Linked DNA regions of Anas platyrhynchos: region 2 is linked to region 1. The links are chromatin contacts, called in public Hi-C maps. All regions are on one chromosome and are shown on one strand. Each heading gives the region's core, a stretch centred on a gene start, on an enhancer-like site or on the middle of the called end of the contact. The rest is flanking DNA. Distances are from core to core; before and after follow the strand shown.

What was found. Hi-C and Micro-C count contacts between places; a contact is called where the count stands out from the background.
Region 2: a Hi-C map of F5 follicle shows a contact between it and region 1, with 3 times the contacts expected there. The contact joins two enhancer-like sites. A contact is called at or near these places in 3 of 8 Hi-C or Micro-C datasets (F1 follicle, F5 follicle and small yellow follicle).

What each region holds. Positions count from the first base shown.
Region 1 is chr1:127,367,134-127,373,618 of IASCAAS_PekinDuck_T2T, reverse strand. The region is part of intron 7 of SCML2 (Scm polycomb group protein like 2); the gene reads right to left. Among named protein-coding and RNA genes, the nearest start is that of SCML2, 36 kb to the right of the region's middle. Within about 2 kb of position 5,033, at least 4 of the 8 cell types and tissues checked have an H3K27ac peak or open chromatin away from gene starts, as enhancers often do. A contact at or near this core is called in F1 follicle, F5 follicle and small yellow follicle, where this site is marked.
Region 2 is chr1:127,401,963-127,408,642 of IASCAAS_PekinDuck_T2T, reverse strand. No RefSeq gene overlaps it. Among named protein-coding and RNA genes, the nearest start is that of RAI2, 36 kb to the left of the region's middle. Within about 2 kb of position 1,797, at least 5 of the 8 cell types and tissues checked have an H3K27ac peak or open chromatin away from gene starts, as enhancers often do. A contact at or near this core is called in F1 follicle, F5 follicle and small yellow follicle, where this site is marked.

The DNA.
Region 1 (6,485 bases), core at 3,784-6,283:
TCAGTGATGTGCCCTAACTGCTGGGCAGGCCTGACGTGCTCAGGCAGATGGACTCAATGGTCTCTGAAGGCCCCTTCCAAATGAACTATTCTATTCTAAGAGCAAATAAAATATTTTCCATGTAACAATCAAAAATACATGTGCTTGAAGCACTTAGGAGTTTAAAAGGAAATTACAATTACCTTAAATAAGCATGGTAAGACAGTCAAGCAATCAGGCTTACAAACAAGGCCTCTGCTTTGGGAAAGGCAAAACCTTTATTCCTTCCTAAGCGCTTTCTGCCCTGTAGTGGCACCAACCAGGCCTTGCTGCAAGATGCCAAGAAACACTAATACCAAATTAAAAAAAAGCTTAACACGTGAGAGAATGTAGGAAATCAGAGTGTAGCCTGAAGCACTGAGGAGTTTTCATGTACAATTGCGAAGACAGCATAAATCTGCTTACTGTGTGTGCCTAACTACTGTGACCTGTTCATGAAAAGAAGCTGGCTGCACTGAAAGCAAAAGGAAATCTCTGGCAGGATGAAATTGCACAATTTCAGCATGTTTCTTTCTCTAACGAAACTTAAGATTTACTGTACTTATCAGATTTTTTTTTGCTACTTCGAACAATGCAGACTTTTCATAGATTCTACTGTAGCTCTCTCTAAAGTAGTTTCAATGCTGCTTTTGTTTTGTCTGCAAACATTGTGGAGTAGTACTGAAGTTTACAATGACGCTGTACATTTGCGTACAACTCTGCTGAAAATCCAGCAATCCTGACACAATTTCATTATCAACACCAGAGAAGTGCATTAAGTGCACTTTTGGTAACTACTAGCTTAAAGATCTGTACAAAATACTGAGATCATGTCTGAAGATTAAGTAAAACTAACTTAGAAATCATAAAACAGACAAGATATGTTTTAATCTCTACTTGGGCCTGTCTTACTCTTATCACTGCAGACAGCTTTTAGGAGGAGACCACATCATCACAGGCTGACTAGCACAGTGAAAGATGATCACTCTGGCAATAAATGCACGGAACTGGGAGAAAAGCAATGAGCTGACACACGGCGTGGAGGGGGAAAGAGAGGAGGGAAGGAAGGGGGCTAACGATAAAAGCTAGAGTGCTTCACTGCTTTTATTTAGATTACTACATCATCTTCCCTTGTTGACCAGGACTCTTTCCTGCAGAGCGCAGAGAGCAGTTCCTGCTTCACGATTTGCTGCATCACCTCGATCTGCCAGAGATCGAACTTCAGAAGACTGTGGTGGAGCAGATAACAGGGATCTACAAAAGCTGGTCCCTCTCCAGATGCAGCTCACACCTAAATGATAGATATAACTGCAATGAAATCAATCTTTGCAGATGTAACTACTTATTTCCTACATGGCTTGTCCCCACTTGTTCTTTTCTTCATTCTTCTTTGAGGAAGAGGTTTTGCTTACATTACAAATAAGAAGATGGGTTACCTAAACAATTGCCATTTACATGGAATGACTTAACAGTAAAACGAATTTTCACAGAAACAGCAAACCAAAATTGCTCCAACAATCTCCAGTCATCCTGCCTTCTATTTTAATCATAAGCCTCAGATACAAGCAGCTACAGTGCAATACAAAAATATTCTTAGGCATAGTAACAGCTCTCTGTTAGCCAACTGAGTAAAATAAAAATCAACATGTACAGCAGTTAAATAGAAAAGCATGAGAAGTTTGGCCCAGAAAAAGAGTTGATAGAAGAATATCCAAAAGATACCAAAGTTTAAAAAGCCTTTTTAAAACATATCAAAGGCAGAAGTTATATGGACCCAAGAGATGATCAAATTTCAGAACAAGCAATCACAGGCAGTAATGTTAAAGCAACAAGACTCAATGTTCTTCTTGCATTCACGTTCCCTCCAAGGAAGCTCACGCTAGTTCCCATATCAGAACCCCTCTTCACAGGGATTTCAAGCAAGTTCATGACATGAAGTACCAGTAGCAGAGGTCAGAAATCAGAGACAAAACAAACAATAGTGAGTTGGCAGGACAGACAGCCCTTAGATTAGGAAGGAAAAACGATGAAATGTCCAAGCTACTGACGGTACTGTGCAAGTTTGTCTCTAAAATTGCTTCAAATCCAAAGAGTTAAGGCACCTAAAATGTTAAAATGATGCTAACACTCCAGCCAGGAAGGCATGGACAGGACACCTGATGTGTGTACTGGGCAAGTTGCTAAAAAAATATTGTTTTAGCCATAGAACAGAGGTGGTGAACACAAAGATAAATACAATGAGCTGGGGGAGAACCGAACAGCTTTTATAGAGAAAAAGTCACGTCTCACAAACCCATCGTAACTTCTTTTTAAGGAGTCAACACATAAGCAGATGACTGAAAGTCAGCAAATGCAGTCTGTGAACTTGCATTTGACAAGATCACACACCACAGACAAACAAAAAAAAAAAACAGCAATAACAAAAAAAGCCTTAAGAACCCTTAAGTAACAGTGGAGGATATGAGAGAAGGTTCTTATGATACTTCTGAAGAAATTGTTAGAAAATACCAAGCAGTGTCCAGGAATAAATGGACATTTCCACAATCAAGAGGACTCTAGAGAAATCCTGATGAGATCTCTGCTTGGGCTTGTGCCATTTGAACCGTATATGATCTAGAACAAGAACAAAGCATGAAATGGCAACAGATGTTAAACAATTATATAGTTGGTAAAGAAAGATATTGCAAACTAAGCAGTTGCTCAGCAGATGAGGAAATAGAAGATGAAATTCAGTGTCAAGCAATTCAGAATGATCCAGTTTCTGTGACTAATGAAGCATCACAAAAGGGTCATCTTGGAATGAAAATAAATATTTCCAAGACAGTATTAATACATTGCTCAGCAGCAGTTCAAGATCCCAAATACAAATCTAGGAATAAGAGGAATAGAAAACAAAAGAAAAACCAGAACAATGCCACCAAGTCTTAGATACCTCGTGCACTTCTGGTTCCAGTGGCTCAAAAATGACAGCTCAACTGGAAGCTGTACAGAATAGCAAAGGTGATCAGTGGAATTAAACTGATCACATAACAAGGTAAAACAGAACAGGATTTTACAAGTTTGTAATAGAGACAGTTGCGGGAAGATGATAAACCATGGTGGATATGAAGAAAGCTGTTCGGGAATGGCCATTTCCTGACTCCTCCTGTACGAGAACTGGAGGCCCGGGAAGCTGTTTCAGTCCAAGAACTAGAGGGCAAAACATGAAACTAGCAGCAAGGAAAAAGCTATCTCCTCTTCCACACACCTCCCTGCTACAGGATGCTTTAGGAGCTAAAAGTTCATGTCTCCAAAACATAAGTGAACAGAAACAAACTCTTCCAGGAGGCACTCGGCATAAATTATTTGGGGCTTGGGCAGTGCTGGGCCATAGAGTGCCAGATATTAGGAACACATCTGCAAACCTCTCTCCTGCGTGCTTTTGCTTTTCTTCAAACATCTGCTTTCAGCCACTGCTGGAAAAAGCCTCCCGGAGCAGGTCCTTCACATTCGTCCAGCATAGATATTATCATGCCAACTTTTTTCACCAGCCATAGCTCACGCTGCTGTTCCTGTGTGACGAGTCATCTGTAAAAGCACTTAAGGGCCCAAGAGACTCGGAGAAAACAAGCTACTGCATCCTTAAAATATTAACCTTGGGCCAGCAGGTCAACCCAACATCAAGCACTGCTGTCAAACCACACATTACGTAAATTACTACTATCCTAGATATTTCTAAGGAATCCAGCTACAAAATCAGCTAAGTACAGCTTCTGCTCGTATAAACATTAAACAACTACATCTCATCCCACTAAGCACATGCCCTGACACCCAGCCAGGTCCAACCAAGTCACATCTGCTGGAAGGGACCAAAGACAAAGCATCAGCAAGAAGATTAAGGACTGAACATTAGAAAGTTGTTTTGGACTACTGTTTGTACCTACCTTCGTCATTTTATCTTCTATTGATCATGTCTTAGTTCTTGAGCTTATCTTTCTAAAACCAATGCGAGTTACAGAGCGCAAGGCTGAAGAGACCACATATCCTGTTTTGAATAAATTCACCAATATCTAAGAAGGCCGTGTACAAACTGTTCTTAAAAACAACCCATGACAGAGGGCCTACATTCTCTCTGGGCATCCTAAATGGCTAAGAGAGTAAACAGCTGCAATAAAATGTTCTCTAATTTTCAAATCATCTCCTTTACTGCAGTCTCTCTCTTGCTAAGTGCTAAATCAGACAACAAACACGTAAGTCTCATGGCAGGAAATTGTTGTCTTAGGTATGGATGAAAACTAAAGCATCATTTATCATTTTCATACTTAGATTACAGGATATTGTTTTTGCTTAGCGACTAAAATTTGTTTTGTTTTCAGCCCTTCACTAGTGATTTGCCACATTTAAATGACTTCAGGAAAAAAGGAGTTATAAAAAACCTGGAATATTTCACATAATACCAACTCTGAAATCTAAGCCACGCTCCGTCAATTTTTTTCACTCTCTACTGTTGCAATTCAAGACAGAAATACTAAACTAACCTGCAGGAAAAAAGTCTGGGCTACAACGATACCATAATATTTCAAGTGAATTCCTACAATATGTTATCTGTCATGCTTTCTTCCATAACAGGAGTAGTCAATGTTAATGTGACTTAATGAAGAATCCTGACAACATTATCAAATTTCTGAATTGAAATGACTTGATTACACTCTCCTTGAAGCTATTATTTACATTTTAATAAAGGACTCTCATTACAGTACTTTAATGGCTCAAAAGCAATCAAATAACAGTGAAATAAGTAACCTGAGAGCAAAAAATATTTCATCTAGCTATGTAAACTTGACAAATGCACGCCTGAAAAATAAGCACATGAAGCAAAATTTGAAGAAGAAACTTCCTGCTCTGAATGGGGAAAAAAAAGGACCACACAAAGTTTTAATAAAACTGCAGTTAACCTTGGAAACACTTTTAGAACTGCAAACAACAAAATCCTTGGCCTTCACCTTCCTGCTCCCACTTCTATCGCGTCTCTGAAGTTCTCCAGTTTTGACTACACTTCTGCAAGAACGTTGCCTTGGGTCTTATCAGTGCTTGAAGTGTCACTGTTTTTCATAAAAAGGGGATAGAATCCAGAAAGTGACATGGCTAGGTAATTTCAGCCTGCACCAGATTTGAACACACTCAGGAATTGTGTTTATTTTAATACCCAAACAACTGGAATATTTAATCAAATTTACTAACTAATTGTTATACAACCCTTTGATCTCTACCAAACACTAATCGGCCAAGAAGAATGTTGTACATGTTATCTCAAAACACTGCTGGGTTTCCAGCACTGAAACTGGAGTAGACTAAACAATTTCATAACGCTTCTTTCCAAAAGATACAACTGGAGTCAGCAAACTAAACAGTCATAAAAATATCTTCTAAAAAATTTACATCACTTATTTACACGGCCCCTTTCCTATAAAGCCATTTTATTTCTCCATAGCTGACATAATTAACTTACCATAATAACACACCTCATTCGGGACTTCTCAAGACAAAGTCACCCTTCTGAAGAAGCTGAGCTGTGCACTTTACACATTGGGAACACACACCCATCGGGCTGCAGTCAGTTTGGGACCCACTATATCATTTTGGTCAAATGTAGACTGTCCTCAACTCCCTTTCCCATGCCTTCTCACTGCAGGTTTGTACCTGCACATCTTGGATCTGTCCGTACAGCTCCACACACCATTGCTCCCTCGCTGAAATCTGCTGCTATGGACTAAACTAGATCAGTTACTGTGACCCGATAACTGCGGACAGTATTACTGAGGGGCAGGTGAGGACAAGGACACAGAGGAATCAAACAGCTGAGAAAGGGACTCTGAACTCATCTCAGCTAGGTCTTCCATGACCGGTTGACAAGGGACTGAGAAAAATAACAGGCAGGAAGAAAGCAGCAGGAATGACTGATTTCTTCCCTTCTTTGGCACCTCTTGTGGGAGTTCTGTGATACCAGTTTGCTTGTTCCTTACCTAGCAGCAGCTATGAAAGTGCTCACCATTAGAACAGCTCGCTCTGGTCAAAGGTATTGAAGTGTTTAACTAAAACACAGTTTCCTTCTTTAAAAACCTCTTTTTCATTCAAATCGGAAGAGGGCAAGGGTAAAAGAGCCCAAAGAGTTTGGCAGAAAAACCTTGCATTACAGAAATGTGACAGAGTAGGAGAGGGATTACATTCAGGGTATTTCTCTTTATTCTGTTTCTGACTTTCTAGGGTAGGTGGCTTCAGATTATAAAACAAGGTGGCCATTACTTAAGAGGACTCTATAACCATTAAGTACAAATATTCATAAAGGTATGAGGATGATAAAGCATTCAGAAGAGGCAGCTACAAGACAGAATTTTGCGAGTGTGAAGCAAAAGCCTCCTAAATATATATTTTAAACCTTCAACCTTCACAGAAGCAAAGTTGCCCTAATATTCTCTTCTTTAAAAGAT
Region 2 (6,680 bases), core at 548-3,047, 38 kb before region 1:
TTGATGGCTGAAGTCGATGCACGTCCTGGAGCAGACTGTGCAACCTCATGGGCTGACAGTGTACAAGCCGCCCACGTCAGTGGAGAAATGTGAATGTAGAATGCAAATAAATGGCCTGGGAGGTGATGGTTTGGCACTTGGTTTGTGGAAATCAGCTGGAGACGCCCTCCTGTATGCTGGCTGTTAAATTCAGGTGGCTCATGTCTAAAAACCCATCCCCAGGGAAGAGCAGCCACAAGAGCAGGAGAACAATTTGGGCGGGACACTGCCCATGTGCAGCTCTACCTGTTGGGTAGAAAAACTCCTTTTTATTATTTCTAATGCTGCGTTCCCAGAACAGTGCTGTCTGTGCAGAAGCAGCAGTTGCAAGCCCATCATCTGGGCAATGCGGCACACTGAGCGTGCCTTCCCTCACCCCTCTGCAGCCAAACTATTTCCAAAAGCCCCCTCCTGAGCAGCTTCGGGAAGGCCGCTGCAGTAGCTCTTGCAATGAGTTGGCCAAAGCAGCAGCCTCTGGCTTAGAAATCCCGTCCTCAGGCGCTGGCATCACCCCAAAATCTGTTGAAACGCGTGAGGAAGGTGCCAGCTCACTATCCAGAAAATGCCTCCGCCTTCCGAAGTCGGGAAGGGCACCACGCTGCTCTTCTTCTGGGCTGAGGTATCGCAGCCCTCTTGCTTAACATGAAAAATCAGGAATTTTCACATGGCAGGGATGCTACACGGCGTCAGATTCTGTCAAACTCCTGCTTTTTTAAATATTTTTAAAGCCTTTGTTTTTCCCCCAAAGCTGGCAGAACCGGAGACGTTCAGAAGAGCTTAAAGCGCTGACGGATTCATTAATGCTTTGTCATCTGACAGCAGCTTTTTAAATAACCCCGTTCCTAATTGAAAATGCTCGGCTACTTTGCTTTGCTCCTTCCAAGAAACGTCCCCGACGGCATGTCTCACTTCACGGCTGCTGCAGCGCAGAGGCAGAGGGTTTCTAAATCCCTTGGGACAGCTGTCCCCGCTCTCCCTGCCCCGCTGCCTCTGCGGGGCCGGGCTCAGAGCACCGAGATCTTCTGAAAAAGGAGGTTTGGGGTTTTTCCAGGGCTGTGCAGGGGCAGTGCCCCTCAGCGATGCTGGCTGCAGGTGCCCGCAGGTACCATTTGCTCCCACCATCTCTCGCGTGTGGAGCACGAGCCCCACATCCCCTCAGCATGGGGGAGAGGCACTTAATGACACCGAGATCCAGCACCTCCAGCTCCTCCTCGCTGCCAGCAGGTTACGGGTTTTGTGTCTCGGGCCATTAGTTTCCTTTAACTGCTTCTGAAAGTTGTGCGTGAGGAGAAGGCTGGGGAGCCGCGCGTGTGATATACGGGGCCTCCGCTGCTGGTGGCTCATAATGGAGACGTTAATGCCCCGCCTGATGTTGGGGGGAAAGTCATTAAGTGGTAATGGCAGCAGGAGGAGGATGTTTTACAGTGACGGGGGTGAGCCAGGTAGAGAGAGGAGCAGCGCAGCCCCCGGGACGTGCAGCACCAGCAGCAGGAGGGGAGGCGAGGTAGCTGAGACACGAGAGCAGGGGGAGAGGCTGAACGTCGCGTCAGGCACTCAACACAGCACAGATAAACCACACGCCAGATAAACCACCCCGTCCTGCACACCCCTGCAGAGGTTTGACCCACAGGACATCACCAAATTCATTCCATTCTTGCATGCTGAAGCTCGGATGGGCGCCGAGGTGGCCGCTGAGCGCCCAGGGGAGCGCCTCGGGCAGGCCGTGCCCCTCCGCTCCTCAGCACAGCGATCCGACAGCACGCCAGGGCTAGCGGCCCTGACCAAGGATCTCAGACAATGAAAGCAGCATAAATCAGCATTACATAATATCCCGGTGCCAGATGTTTGGGTTTCTCTCTGTGCTCAAGTTTATAAAAACACGCTGAAGCGCTCGGGCAAAGGCCTTCTGAGCTGGCTGGGACGGGGTCCTGCCTCCCTGCCTTCGGCCAGCCCACCACCACCACAGCAGTGATGTGACTTCGTGAAATTTGCTTTTTTACCCACCTTTCCCTTCTTTCAGTGCTTCCCCCCATGCTTACTAAAAGTTTCATTTCTCCTAGACGATGCCACAAGCTTGCCAGCGCTGGATGTGCAGCGCCCCACGGCCGCCCTGCGCACACAAACAAATCCCCTAATTCCAGCGCAGAAAACACATTTTCCACAGTTGTTAAAATCCCGGTATCCCACCCCTGCTAGGAAAATCCATTCCGCTGTTGAACCATCTGAAGCATTTCTACACATTTGGGGAGAAAAATTACTAACCGCTAAAATATTCAGCGCCGCTTCGCGGCCACGTCCCCCAGGCTCTCCTGGAACAGCAGCGTTAAGGTCTCAGCACGGAAATTACGGGGGTGCTTCCAAACAAAGCGGGGAAAATTCAACGAGCAAATGGCAGGATACGAGCTAATAAAAGGGAGCCTGCTTCCCAGGTAAAGCACCAGCTTTCGCTGTAAAGAAGTCGGTGTTTGTAGGGAGTGCTGGTAATGCAAACCGCATCCCCGCCAGCCCGTGCCCGGCCCCCCCGGCTCCCGGGATTACTAATGCTCCTCAGCCCGCAGCTGTCTGAGGACGGCCGCATTTTCTGCATTGTTTTAATATCATCCTTCTCACCACATCCTCCCCGACAGCGCTCCCATCCTTCTCTGCTTAAGAGCCGGAGATGATGGGCAGCGTTTTGTCCAGGCCTGGCACCTCACGGACCAGAGCTACCAAAGGGCAGGACACGGAACGAGGAGCTCCCTCCCGCTGGGAGAAGACGCCTAAAAGTGCAAAAAAAGCCCAAAAAGTCCCATCAGTAGGCACGGGAAAGCTACTAAAGGTGGGAGCTGCTGCTGCAGAAGTCATTTGCTGTCTGCTGAGACCTCATCAAAGGGAAGGGACTGAAACCCCACCTGCACCCCAGGCTGTAAAGGTATCGAGTGGATTTTGGTAAAATGTGCCCCTTCCAAACACCAGGTAGGTCTTTCCAAAGGGTTCGAGTACAGGATTGTTCCATTTTGCCTAAAACCAACAGCACTTCTGGTGGGAAACCAGTTCGCATGCTGGAGGTAAGCAGGATGGGCACTGCGGCTCCCGTGATAGCTGCCAGGAATCGTGCCAATAAAACCCAGGCAGTCAGGAGAGCTCGGATCTCGTGAAGCAGATGTTGGCGTCTGGTCAGATCGCTCCTACCCTGAACTCAGTCAACTAGACCGACAGGGACTACAGTGAGGGACAGTCTAGACATAATTAGGATATGAAGGCATGAAGTTGTATGAAATTAAACCCCATCCTGTGCTCCTCTGCGGGTGTGACCTGAAGAGAAATCACATCGAGAGCAAATTGGAAGCAGTGGCTCGTTCCATTAGGGAGAAGCAACTGAAGGACAGAACGAGAGGATGCCCCAGGAATCGCATAGGGAACCCAAGGACTCAGCCCATGCTTGCAGGTGAAATCTTCTCGAGAAGTCTTTGGCATGTGATGTTACTGACAGGCCCATGGGTTCTCCTTTAATCACACACCACAGCGCTCATGCTAAAGAGACACATTATGATTTGCAACTGGCGAACAGCAAACCAAAGGGAGAAAACCACCCATTTTGACACAAGATGAAATATTTCACACCCCTTCCATGGCTCAGAATGTTAACCTCTAACTCTCCGCCTTGAAATCCCAGGTCAAGTAGTCAAAAGACATGAGCTATGACTCAGCAATCCATCCAAACCTGAAACTGTGTGAGCTCATACCTCCACCTGGCTTCCTCCTCCTCCTCCGATTTTCCATTACTTCATTCTCCATATATTTTCCTTCCCATGTTCATTGCACACAAGCCGTATCACTCATCCCAGCCTTCCATTTCTGTTTTCTTTCAAAACATTTAATTTAATTCATTCAAAAACTTTCCCCAACCTGTTCATCTCCCATAACTACACACAAACCCAAAGACAGTTTACAATTAATGCACTACGGTGAACACAGAGATATATGGAAGCAATACGTTCCCTGTGGCTGAGCTGAGCACTCCTTGCTCCGGTCCTTTGAAAATACACAAAGCAGCGTTAAGTTAAAACACAGCAAAACAAAAAACCCACACCCACAAAGCAGCCACCGCTGCCCACTGTGCCTGATAAGCAAAAGCTACCATCTCAGGCAGGATTTTGGTGCATTGCTCAGGTGGGCCAAAGGCATCTCTGGGCTTGCAGTGGTGAAACAGAAGGAAAACAGATCCCCTGTGGAGAAGGGAAAGCAGCTCTCTGTAGAGCAAGCAAGGATCTCCAAGGAGGCCTCTGTATTTCTTCTAGGCCTTGGAGATCCAAGCAGCCTCCTTGGGACATGCACCTCAAAGCGCCGACCGATCTAGTAGCTCACCCCTAAAGCACAAGCATAAGCCAAAGCCAGACTAGAACTGAGCATTTATTTAATTTTGCTCTCCCCACTGCTGTGTTCATGCAAGCACACGCAATTAAAAGGCAGCCCGACGAACGGAAAGCTCTTTGCAGGCCACACCTTGAGTAGCAGAGCACTGCCTCGGGTGAGAGGCCTCTGCTCCTAGCACAGCACCATCAGCATTCCCAGGCAGCAACAGCACATTGCACTGGGATCATGCAGTCAAGATGCAGGGCCCTTCCCTTGTTTTTTCAAAACATGCAGGAGCAAGAAGCACGTGCCAAGACCCTTCCCTCAGAACAGAGGCTCTCCGGCAGGAGGGAGCCCTGCGCGGCTGCACCGCTCTGCAGAGATGGAAGCGGAGGGAAGAATTGTTCAGACCTGCCTGGGAGCTCCACTCCGATCTCAGCAGCATTAGCACAATCGCTTGGAGGAACACAGCACTGCCCTAACTCATAGGAAAACAACCCACATGTGAGAAAATGAGGAATCCAGTGAAATCCCAGCCTTTTGTGCTTGTGAAACAGACTGAGGTGCGCCATCGTTCACGGAGGTCTTCCCAGTGCCTCGCCAGTCCCCCTCAGCTCCCACCTGGGAGGGTGGATGAGCCTTTGTCTTTCCCATCCTTGACCTCACCGCTCAGACTGCCAGCGCAGGGTAATGGCAATTACCATGGTGGTTTTGTGGCGTATTCATTTCCTTCCAGCTGTCATAACTAGAAAGGAATCACTGGCAGGAGCGTGTTCCTGCCAGCTTCAAGCCGTACATCTGTTCACATTTGTCTGTTCGCACAACACGGGATGCGAGCTCCCTTTCCTCCTGCGCTGGCATCTGTCTGCTCACACGATTTGCCCTGGAAGGGCTTTGACTTCGGAGGCTGAAAAGTGAATCTCAGTGGATGAAAATGCCTTCGTGTATTTTAACAAGGCAAGAAGTGCCGGCGTGCAGCCTCCGCCATCAGCACTAAACAGTTCCACGGCAGGTAATGAAAGCTGGAATAAAACTAGCAGCAGCCCATAAAGCTAAGGGGAGAAGCAGCTCAGGAAGGACTCCTTAGATCATACAGCAGGGCTGGGAGACTCCGGAGCTGGTGGGAGCTGATTCTCATTCAGATGGGACAAATTACAGCTAATCAAAATGATCTGCTAGGACAAGGATGGATGATTCATGTAAGGGAGGGAGTTAAAAGCCTATCAGACCACTGTAATGGCATACTTGAAGCACATACAGGTCTCCCATCATCTCCACAGCCACAGCAGTAAGAATTTATTTAGGGCAAACAGGCAGAGGAGAACCTTTTAAGATATATGTGTTTGCTGTTTTAAAATTAATAATCTCTGGGGTTTCTGCTGTAAAAATGAATAAATAAATAAATCACAGCATAAAATGTCTCAAAGTTGCTGACTCAAAACACAGCGAGCTTACAACAGACCTCAGATTTTAAGATAAAGCCCCCAAATGGCTCTGCGTGATCTCAGAAACAACAGGAACACTGACAGGTTGGGAACGGGATCCCACGATCTGTGGGCTAGTCAGTAAGCTTCACGGAGCAAAAGATTGCAAGCAAGGCTTGAGAAAAAAGCAGCAACCCTTTCAGCAGAGAAATGGATGTGAATCACTTTCTGCCTCCCTGCATCACTTAGGCAATTCCAAGCAAGCACTTTTTACTCACTCCAATAGTTTTACATGCAATAAAAAAAGAGAGGAGGAATATATGACCTCCGAAATTGATCTCAAGGGGTCTTTTTTCCTTTTTTTTTTTTCCTTTGAACTAAGCCAGCCTATCTCTGTATAGCTTCAATTCAGCTTAAGCAGCAATAGAAACACAAGGGTGCCTTTTAACTTTTAGACCAGGTTCACACATCTAACGCTGGAACTAAACATTCATTTAACTCTATTATGTGAACAGCTAATCGATCAAAGGAAAAAAAAAAAATACTGCTATCCACTTCTAAAATCTGTTTCAGTCACACGCCGCTGCGTTAAAACAGACCACACTCCTCAGCTCCTACTTCGAACAGCAGACAGGGGACAAACCTAGGAACACTTCACTTTGCTTTCTCTACAACTTTCTACACCATTGTTACTTATCAGTTACTATTTAAAGTCTACAGGAGAACGAGCTTTAAAAATCACACAGTTTTAGAGCAACTGGCATAAAAGTCACTGAAGTGGTGTAGACAAAAAATGGGAAGACTTTCCATCCTTTCAGCCAATGTGACGTTGCTCTTTCATTGTCATTCCTGCAAGAGCCCTACAACATGTACACAGCCACA